3 separate regions of the Arachis hypogaea genome follow, and regions 2 and 3 are each linked to region 1. A link is a contact called in public Hi-C data. All regions are on one chromosome and are shown on one strand. Each heading gives the region's core, a stretch centred on a gene start, on an enhancer-like site or on the middle of the called end of the contact. The rest is flanking DNA. Distances are from core to core; before and after follow the strand shown.

What was found. A called contact is a pair of places that touch in the nucleus more often than the background predicts.
Region 2: a Hi-C map of leaf shows a contact between it and region 1, with 5 times the contacts expected there. The contact joins the promoter of LOC112715572 here to the promoter of LOC112715576 in region 1. A contact is called at or near these places in 2 of 8 Hi-C or Micro-C datasets (both in leaf).
Region 3: a Hi-C map of leaf shows a contact between it and region 1, with 3 times the contacts expected there. The contact joins the enhancer-like site here to the promoter of LOC112715576 in region 1. A contact is called at or near these places in 2 of 8 Hi-C or Micro-C datasets (both in leaf).

Annotation. Positions count from the first base shown.
Region 1 is chr10:39,837,911-39,840,894 of arahy.Tifrunner.gnm2.J5K5, forward strand. LOC112715576 (abscisic acid 8'-hydroxylase 4) reads left to right here and starts at 1,576. Exons shown (of 9, transcript XM_025767355.2): 1 at 1,576-2,235; 2 at 2,333-2,657; 3 at 2,923-2,984. The coding sequence starts at 2,003.
Region 2 is chr10:39,489,540-39,492,523 of arahy.Tifrunner.gnm2.J5K5, forward strand. It overlaps LOC112715572 (ferredoxin--nitrite reductase, chloroplastic), which reads left to right and starts at 1,578. Exons shown (of 4, transcript XM_025767343.2): 1 at 1,578-2,168; 2 at 2,936-2,984. The coding sequence starts at 1,769.
Region 3 is chr10:39,509,443-39,512,426 of arahy.Tifrunner.gnm2.J5K5, forward strand. No RefSeq gene overlaps it. Among protein-coding and RNA genes, the nearest start is that of LOC114924535, 19 kb to the right of the region's middle. Within about 2 kb of position 1,404, at least 1 of the 3 cell types and tissues checked has open chromatin away from gene starts, as enhancers often do.

The sequences.
Region 1 (2,984 bases), core at 326-2,825:
CTAAATTCACTCTCTAGACTTTCAACTACTAAGTGATCACCTAATTTAGTAAGAGAATCCTCTTAGGATCATGAATATAAACAAAAATACATACAAAAGAGTTTGACATAATTTTTAATTTTTCTCTAATATTGTTCTCTTTGCCTTTTTTCTCAATGGCTTTTACTAATATCTCACATATTTGTCTTTTTCTATTAATTAAAAAAAAGAAGAATAAAACTAAAAAATAGAAAATTTAATATAAAATTATAAAGGAGAAAAAGGTTAGACTCGAAACCTACGAAGACCAAACAGTATGTTCACTCTCCTTACTTCAATTTCTGGTCTTTTATCCTTTTAAATAAGAGTAAAGCTTCCAAAATTTGAGCTTAATTAAATATCTTTGGCATTGTTCTTCTTTCCTATATGTTAGAGCAAAAACACAGAAAAAAAAAATAAAACAACAGTAGTGATTAGAGTTGGCTTAAATTCTTATCTAGCTTCTTTTTTTTCTCTTTTTTTTCTTTGACTTAAAAGATTTGAAACATCTCCATTCTTTATCCCTAAATTTTAATTGTAACCTTTGATTTACGATCAAAATATATCACTTTCATATTCTTCTTCTTACTCAAATGGTGCATATAGAAGAAAGACAACTTCACCAAGTTAGAATGATAACACAAAAATAAAATTGTTATGCTGATTTTTCTTCTAATTTAACTTTTGATTTAATTTTTTTTTAGTTTCAACTTTTGATTTTTTTTCTCTTTTCTTTTCAAGGTCAATACTTGGCAATTCACTTTTTTTTTTTAATTTTTGAACTTTATTCTAAACATTTTTTTTTTTACTTGTGAAAATTCTTTTTTTCTTTAATTTAGGATTAGTCACATAGATTATAATCAGAAGAAAAAAAAAAGTATTTGATTGGAGTGTTGGATACATTTGACATGGGTCAACAATGAGAATGAATGTAGTCTATGAACATTTGAACTTGTTATTGAACATATTAATTTTTTACATAATAAACACATACATAAACAATACTTGTAGGCTTTTAACCCAAAACTATAATATTATTCATCATCAAATTATTATTCTTATTTTCTCAAACAACAACCGCAATAATAATAACAATAATACATCTTCTTATTCCAAAAAAAAAAAACTCAAAATAAAAAAAGCTCAAAAACAATTACAAACCATTCCCATCTTAGATACTTAAAATCGAAACCTTGACCACAGATTATATAAAGGCTCCTTCTTCACGTCACACCTCATCATTCTTTTTGTAACATTTATCCATGAGAATTGAGATACATCAGAAATGCTTTATTTGTCCGATCCATTTGACTATTTGGCCGCAGTTATCCATACAGTAGTAGTGTATATATACTATATATAGTAGCGCTCAAACATTTTGGGTAAAACGTGAACAATTTTTATAATAACTCAGATTGTTAAACTAAAATTTGCTTCTAGCGTTCATATTAAATAGACTTATCTATTAAAATTTTTTCTTTAAAAAATAAAATTTAAACCTTCAGTGTATTTATTGAAAATAATAATAATAATAATAAAGAATTTTAATTCATTCTCTAATTATTCTCTTAATAACTTTTTTTTTATGTTTCCAAAATTAATATATATTGGAATGATAACTATGAAGATGAATTAGATACACAGTATTTTACTCACAATAATATGTACCTTGAAATCTCATTTGAACTAAAATCTAACTAAAAAAGATAATCATTATTAATTTGAAATTTGATTAGTATGTAGATAAAGACCCATGCCTCCCAACCGTGCGTACTTGTTGCCTCTATATATACCATCTAACTCCAACGTATCCTTCATTAACTTTGAACAAAGAGAACACAACACACAGCAAGCTACCTATTCTTCCATTTAATAATTTCCTCGTTCTCTTCACCCGCAAACTACTGCGGGAACTTGAATAATCCTTTGTTATCATCATCAATTAAAGAAGAAAAAGCTAGCTAAGGCGCTATAATAATATTGTATGGAGATTAGTGCTTCTATTTCTACCTTATTATTATTACTATCATGGATGTGCTTCCTCCTCTTGTTCTTATTCCTCTTCTCAAATCTTCTAACAAAGAAACGAGACAAAGTCGAAAACGTAGCTAGTAAACCTAAGCTTCCACCTGGCTCAATGGGTTGGCCTTACGTTGGAGAGACTCTTCAGCTTTATTCACAGGACCCTAACATCTTCTTTGCGTCCAAACAGAAAAGGTTCTTAAAAACTATCAAAGAATAGGTTCTGTTAGACATAAATAAATAAGTTTATTGATATTATTACTAACCTATTTACTGTTCGTATGGTGTGCAGATATGGGGAGATTTTTAAGACACACATACTAGGTTGTCCATGCGTGATGCTGGCGAGTCCCGAGGGTGCGCGGTTTGTGTTAGTGACACACGCGCACTTGTTCAAGCCAACATACCCAAAGAGCAAAGAGAAGCTCATAGGTCCTTCTGCATTGTTCTTCCACCAAGGTCACTACCATACCCTTATAAGGAAGCTTGTCCAGAACTCCCTCTCCCCGGACACCATCCGCCGACTCATCCCGGACATCGAGACCGAGGTTGTTTCCTCCTTGGAATCCTGGGTCTCCGCCGGAGACGTCGTCAACGCCTTCCAAGAAATGAAAAAGGTTCGCTTTCATTATTTTACTTTCTAAAAATATACCTCTTCTCTTAATAAGAGTATAATTTTGATATGCGATAATAATAAAAATAAAATTAAGGTATCCATTAATATTGTCTCTTTTGGTGATTTAATTTTATTGCATTGCGTTAGATTTGGATTTGGATTTTGTTATTATTTGTTGATTCGTTCCTCATAAATATATGGGTCCTCCATTATTATTGTGAGGTCATGATCTATATTATTGATTTTTCTAACTCACTTGTTGACAGTTCTCTTTCAACGTTGGAATCCTCTCAGTGTTTGGTAACTTGGAAGGAAATTATAGAGATCA
Region 2 (2,984 bases), core at 328-2,827, 350 kb before region 1:
TAATATATATGGATGTTTCTTCTGCTAAGTATCAAAATGTTTCTTTTTCATACTAAATGGATGTTCTTTTATATATTTTTCGAATTTTTTTGTATTACAAATGTGAATGTCTCTATTTCTTTAAGAATTTCATAATTTTTTTAAATTTTATAGATATTTAATTATTTTTACTAAAATATACCTGGATATTTCTTTTGTTAAGTATTAGAATTTTTTTATATTAAATGAATATTTTTTTATATTTCTGTAATTGTTCAAGGACTCCTTTTAACTAAGATCAAGTGTGTAATTTACAGTCTCTTTAATCATTGAAACGGCACCTAATATCACAAAACGAGATAGGGATGCAATAGGAACAAAGAGCTATGTATGCTCCACGCATTTTCGATGAGTTACGCCAGAAAGTGATGTCTATGTTTTATGTTGGGATATCTCTTGATAACATAATACAACACCATAATAGAGGTGATGCAGAAGTAAGGTGGACTCCCAAAACCGTGATGATTTTCTCACTCGAAATTGTGCAACATGAAACGGAGTATCTGTAATTCTTCACATGAAATGCAAGAAAACGATGAATGCAATGTAAAGATATGGGTCCAAGGTCATCAGAAGCATGTTTTCTGTTACCAAGATAACTCAGGTTTATAATTGGAATCCGACAAGTCAGATGTCAGTGATAGAAGAGAAGTGAATCGTGGTGGGGAGGTGATTGTTAAAGGTGCGTAAGTTAATGTTAAAGAGAAGAAGAAGATTTTTATAGATTTTAATTAGGTTTATTTAATCAATTTTAAATGTTTTAAATTTTAAATTTAAAAAATTTAAAATTAATTAATTATTAATATAAATTAATGTAATTTTATTTAATTTTTTGCAAATAAATTTTTGATTTTGTATATTTTTCCTTAAATTATTTATTTGATTAAAAAATCCCTCTTTCTTGCTGTTCTTTTCCTTTCCCGAGGTCGTATTCATGTGAAATGGATACATGCCGCCGCATGGAGTATAGTATACACTGGCTGGCATTATCACGTTAATTAATTAACTATAATTAATATTTTAAGCAGAATTTTTTTCTTTTATAAAATATAAAATAAATTTAATTTTCAAAACAAATTAAAAGCACATTAATTTTTTGAGATCCAAAAATTTACTTAACAAATAAGTGAATTTCAATAATGCAAAATAAATTCGCCTATTGTATTAGTAAATTTGTCTATTTACATAGAATTAGCTATTGAATTTGACAAATTTATTTATGTTCGTATTAATATTTTTTATATTTATAATTAATTTAATTTTCTTCAAATAATTTAAAAATATAAAATTGTTAAATTTAAATTTTAAATAGATATAATTTAAATTAACAATATAATTTAATTTAATAAAAATAAATATACTTATATTATTGTATTAATATAATTAATTATATTTATTTGATTAAAAAAATTAACAATTTAAAATTATTAATTTTAAATTAAGAAATACATGCATTCATATTATTTTTAAATTAAGAAAAATATGGTTTATTTAAAATAATAAGAGTATATTTATTTAAAATTTAAATTTAAAATTTTAAGATGTTTATGGTGAGAAGAAAACAAGATAACCTTTAGTAGGAGCGAAAGGACATGGATATGAAGAAAGAAGCTCTTGCCATCTCCTAAGGTCCCCTTTCACTCCCAACCTCTTATCCCTACAAAGATGTTCACACTTTTCATTCTCCTTCTCACTCACCGCCATAACCATAACATACACAAACACCATCATGTCTTCCTTCTCTGTTCGCTTTCTCACCCCACCACCATGCTCCCCCTCCTCCCTCTCTTGCCGCCCGAAGACACCAACATGCCTCTCAGCCACCACTCCCACGGCGGCTCCGGCCACGTCTCCTCCTCCTCCTCCTTCGGAGGTGGACGCCTCCAGGTTGGAGCCTAGAGTGGAGCAAAGAGACGGTTACTGGGTTCTGAAAGAAGAGTACAGGGGAGGCATCAACCCTCAGGAGAAGGTGAAGCTTGAATCGGACCCAATGAAGCTTTTCATGGAGAATGGTATTGAACAACTTTCTAAGATGTCTCTTGAGGAGATTGAGAGATCTAAGCTTACCAAAGATGATATTGATGTTAGGCTCAAATGGCTTGGACTTTTCCATAGGAGAAAGCATCAATGTAAGTCTAACTATATATATGTGTATATTTCCCATCATCAACCTTTATTTCTTAATTTTTCTTCCAACAATTGATTTTTCTTCTTTCGTAATATGTTTTGGTTTAGTTGTCTAATCATATAATCTTGAAAAAGACTAGTTTGAAGAGAGCACATTCATTTAGTTAGGTTCTTTGTTTTTAACTGTTGATTTGTGGTGTTTGTATAATCTTTGTATCATCGTACTTCTTTTTCTTTTGTTTTGAACTAACAATATGTCTTATGAAAATGATAGATAAATCTAAAACTGTTATATTATTTAATTTATTCATGTTTTACATCTTCATGCCAACATTTTCACATGATCACATCTTTGTGTATATAGTAACCACGTGTAAGTAAAATCACAAATATAGTAAGTATAATTCTTCTCATCATCATTTAGGTTACAAACTATAATAAATAAGGTGAGATGTTTCTATTTGAAGATGATGATTGAAAATTGAAATTGATATATTATTTGATTAAATTTTTTAATTATACGTTTTCATATTTTCCCGTGACACGATCATATCTCTGTATAAAGAGAAAATATAGGAAACCAATTTTTAGTTAGTTAAGATTACTAGATTAGTCAATTTTAGTGTTTAGATTTATAATTTAAGATTGATTATTTAAAATCTAAAATTTGATATAAACAAAATACTTTTAAAAAAGTTAGCTGATATCAGCCGAATAAAGTTTGTTACCTAATATTACACAAATTATATGTTGGATTGGTGAAATTCAGATGGAAGGTTCATGATGAGGCTGAAGCTTCCAAACGGAATAACAACAAG
Region 3 (2,984 bases), core at 154-2,653, 330 kb before region 1:
CTGATCAAGATTCTGTCCTGCATTTGAGTAGATAATTATTCCTCCCAAATAAATAGAGATGGATGTAAATACTTGCGATTCTACCATTATTGTTGTCCACATTTTATTCCATTATCTTTGCTACACTAGTATGTTACTAGATTTTATCTAATCATAGGTTGTTCTTATAATTTAACAATGTGTTAAATATAATATATTTTTAATTAGTTACAATTGTAACAAATTATTTGAAAATGATTACAATTTTTACAAAAATATTTTAGATATTTATTTAATTATATTTATTGTTTAATAACATAATTGATTATTAGAATAATAAAAAAATTTAAAATAAAATAATAAAATCTATTATAACAAAATAATCAAATATTTTATATTTATATAATTAATTTTTTTTATAAATATTAAATATATTTTTTTTTATACAAAGATGATCGAATGGTGATTAAATTTTTGTGTCTAACCGTTCATGTAGAATAATTGTAATTATTAAAGTAATAATAATCACTTTATCAAAAGAAGTTACCATATTTTAATATTTTGACTACCACTAGAAAAGAATAATATATTTATTTATTTATTTAATTGGCAGCACCTTTAAATGTTTGGAAAATAAAAATGACAAATGTACATCTCAACCCAGACTCAGTAATGCTGCTTAACAATAACACCTATCCCACTATATTCTTGAGGTAAGAAAGTGACCTTGCTTTCGAAGACTCAATGGAGAAGCCACTTTATTTGGATTTAGATTGAGATCAAGCATTGTGATATCAATGATGAAAGCGAAGTTTTATTATAATAACCTCATTATATTCTATGAAATTATGAAAAACAAAGAATGGAGCCGCATAATAATCTAGCTAGCATACACCACCATTTTATAATCAAATCAAATGGGATTAACAATTTGACTTTATTATTTAAATATCACACACTTATCAGTTCGCAAATACTAATACATTCTAAAAAGAATGTTGTGTTCGACGCTCTTTTAAATTAAAATTAACTTGTTATTAAAGTTATAAAACAAAAAAATAAAATAAAATACTCTAAACCTTAAATCTTAAATGAGTAATCTAATTCTAAAAATTTATTAAATAGAATAATTTTACAATTTATATCTTATTACATTTATATTTTAGATGTTTAGTAAGGTAAGACATTATATTAAAGTTGGTTGTTAAATTTCCTGAGCCAGTTACAAAGGAACCATATGCGATATGTGTAATGCCACTCATCAAAATTTTATCCTCACTACATCAATGCAAAGCTACAGAGCCGTGATAAATCCACATTCTTGGAGTATAAGTTCATTGCTTTTTGTAGCCGCACTTGTATGAAAAATTAAGTACCATATAGTAGCATCACATACACCGTGTTTCAAATAAAGTGTTATACTTTTGTACGCGTGTTTAGCGACAGCTCCAATTGTGGATAAGCACTTATTACTACATGTTATTGCTCCTCGCATAGGATGATGAGGCATATTTTTAGTCAAATTGAAGTATTTGGAGAAACTGTTACGTTCTGAGTTAATAGGAACATAAACATGATGACAAGACACAAAGCTCGCTATGTGCGAATTGTAGCTAAGCAAATGTTCGATTACAATTATTAATTAGATGGTGGGTGGTGTTGAGAAGAGCAAGAACATTCAGTGTTCTCTGACGACGGTTTTTTCTTTTTTATTGAATTTAAGGTGCAAACGTGGCAGTCTAGGCCATAGGCATGTGATAATATTAACGGAATTAAATGGGGTGGCGTGAATTAAATCCAAACTGGATCTGCCACAGTTATCACCAACAAATCCATGAAAATGCGGCAAAATTATAAGAAGATAGTAGATGAAAATGTTTCATTTATTATTATTATTATTATTATTATTATTATTATTATTATTATTAAGTACGATTTTGGCCTTTAAGGTAGGGGGTTAAAAATTCCTTTCGTCCCAATCTTTTTCTGCATTCAAATTCATCTCTAAGATTTAACTTGGTTTTAAAATCTTAGTTTAAACCAAAATACCCCTTCCTTCTCTTCACCAAAATCCTCATTTTCTATTTTTTTTATCTTTTTCTCTATCACAACATCATCTCTTCTTTTTTTTTTTTCATCAAAGCATAAACAACAACAACAATAAAATAATATTATAAACATAAAAGAAAAACCAAAAATGAAGCAACTAGAAAAAAATAAAAGAAACAAAAGCAGAAGCAACCAGAAGAACAGGAGCAATAAAAAAATAATGGATAATGAAAATAGGAGCAACAAAGAAATAATATAATCTCCATCACTGTCTCAACTCCAAAGAAAAAAAAGAAGAAGCAGAAACAACTAGAAGCATCAACAACAACAATAAATAATGGAATCAGAATCAGAAGAAGAAACAGAAGCAGAAGAACGATGGAAATAGAATACAATTAGAATTAACAACAATAATAGAATCATAATAAAAAATAATGTAATTAACAAAATCAACAAATTCACAAATAAAAAAATTCAACAATATAATTAACAGAAGAAACAGAAGAATCAACAATATAATTAATAAAATCATCAAATTCAATCAGAAGCAGAATTAGAACCCTAGGGAGGACCAGCGACAAGGACGCGAAGCACAACGGCAAGGACGCGAAACACTACGGCGAGTGACGAGAAGCAGCGGCGACCAGCAAGGAGCAGCGACGACCGGCGAACGAGTGAGGAGGAGGAGCAGAAACGGTGAGTGGTGCGTAACCTCCACCCTCGCGGATCTGCTGGCGTCGACGTCGAACACTGGTGTTGACGTCCGTCCGTCCCTCACCCTTCCCCCTTCTTCTTCCTCTCGTTCGTCCCTCGCCCTTCCTCTTCTCCCTTCTTCGCCTTTCTTCTGATCTTTCCCCTTCAATTTATAATTTTTTTAATTAGGGGTAGTTTAGTAATAAAAAATTAAATTTTGATAAAAAAAGAAATAATTTTATATGCAAAAAAAAGTTGGGGAC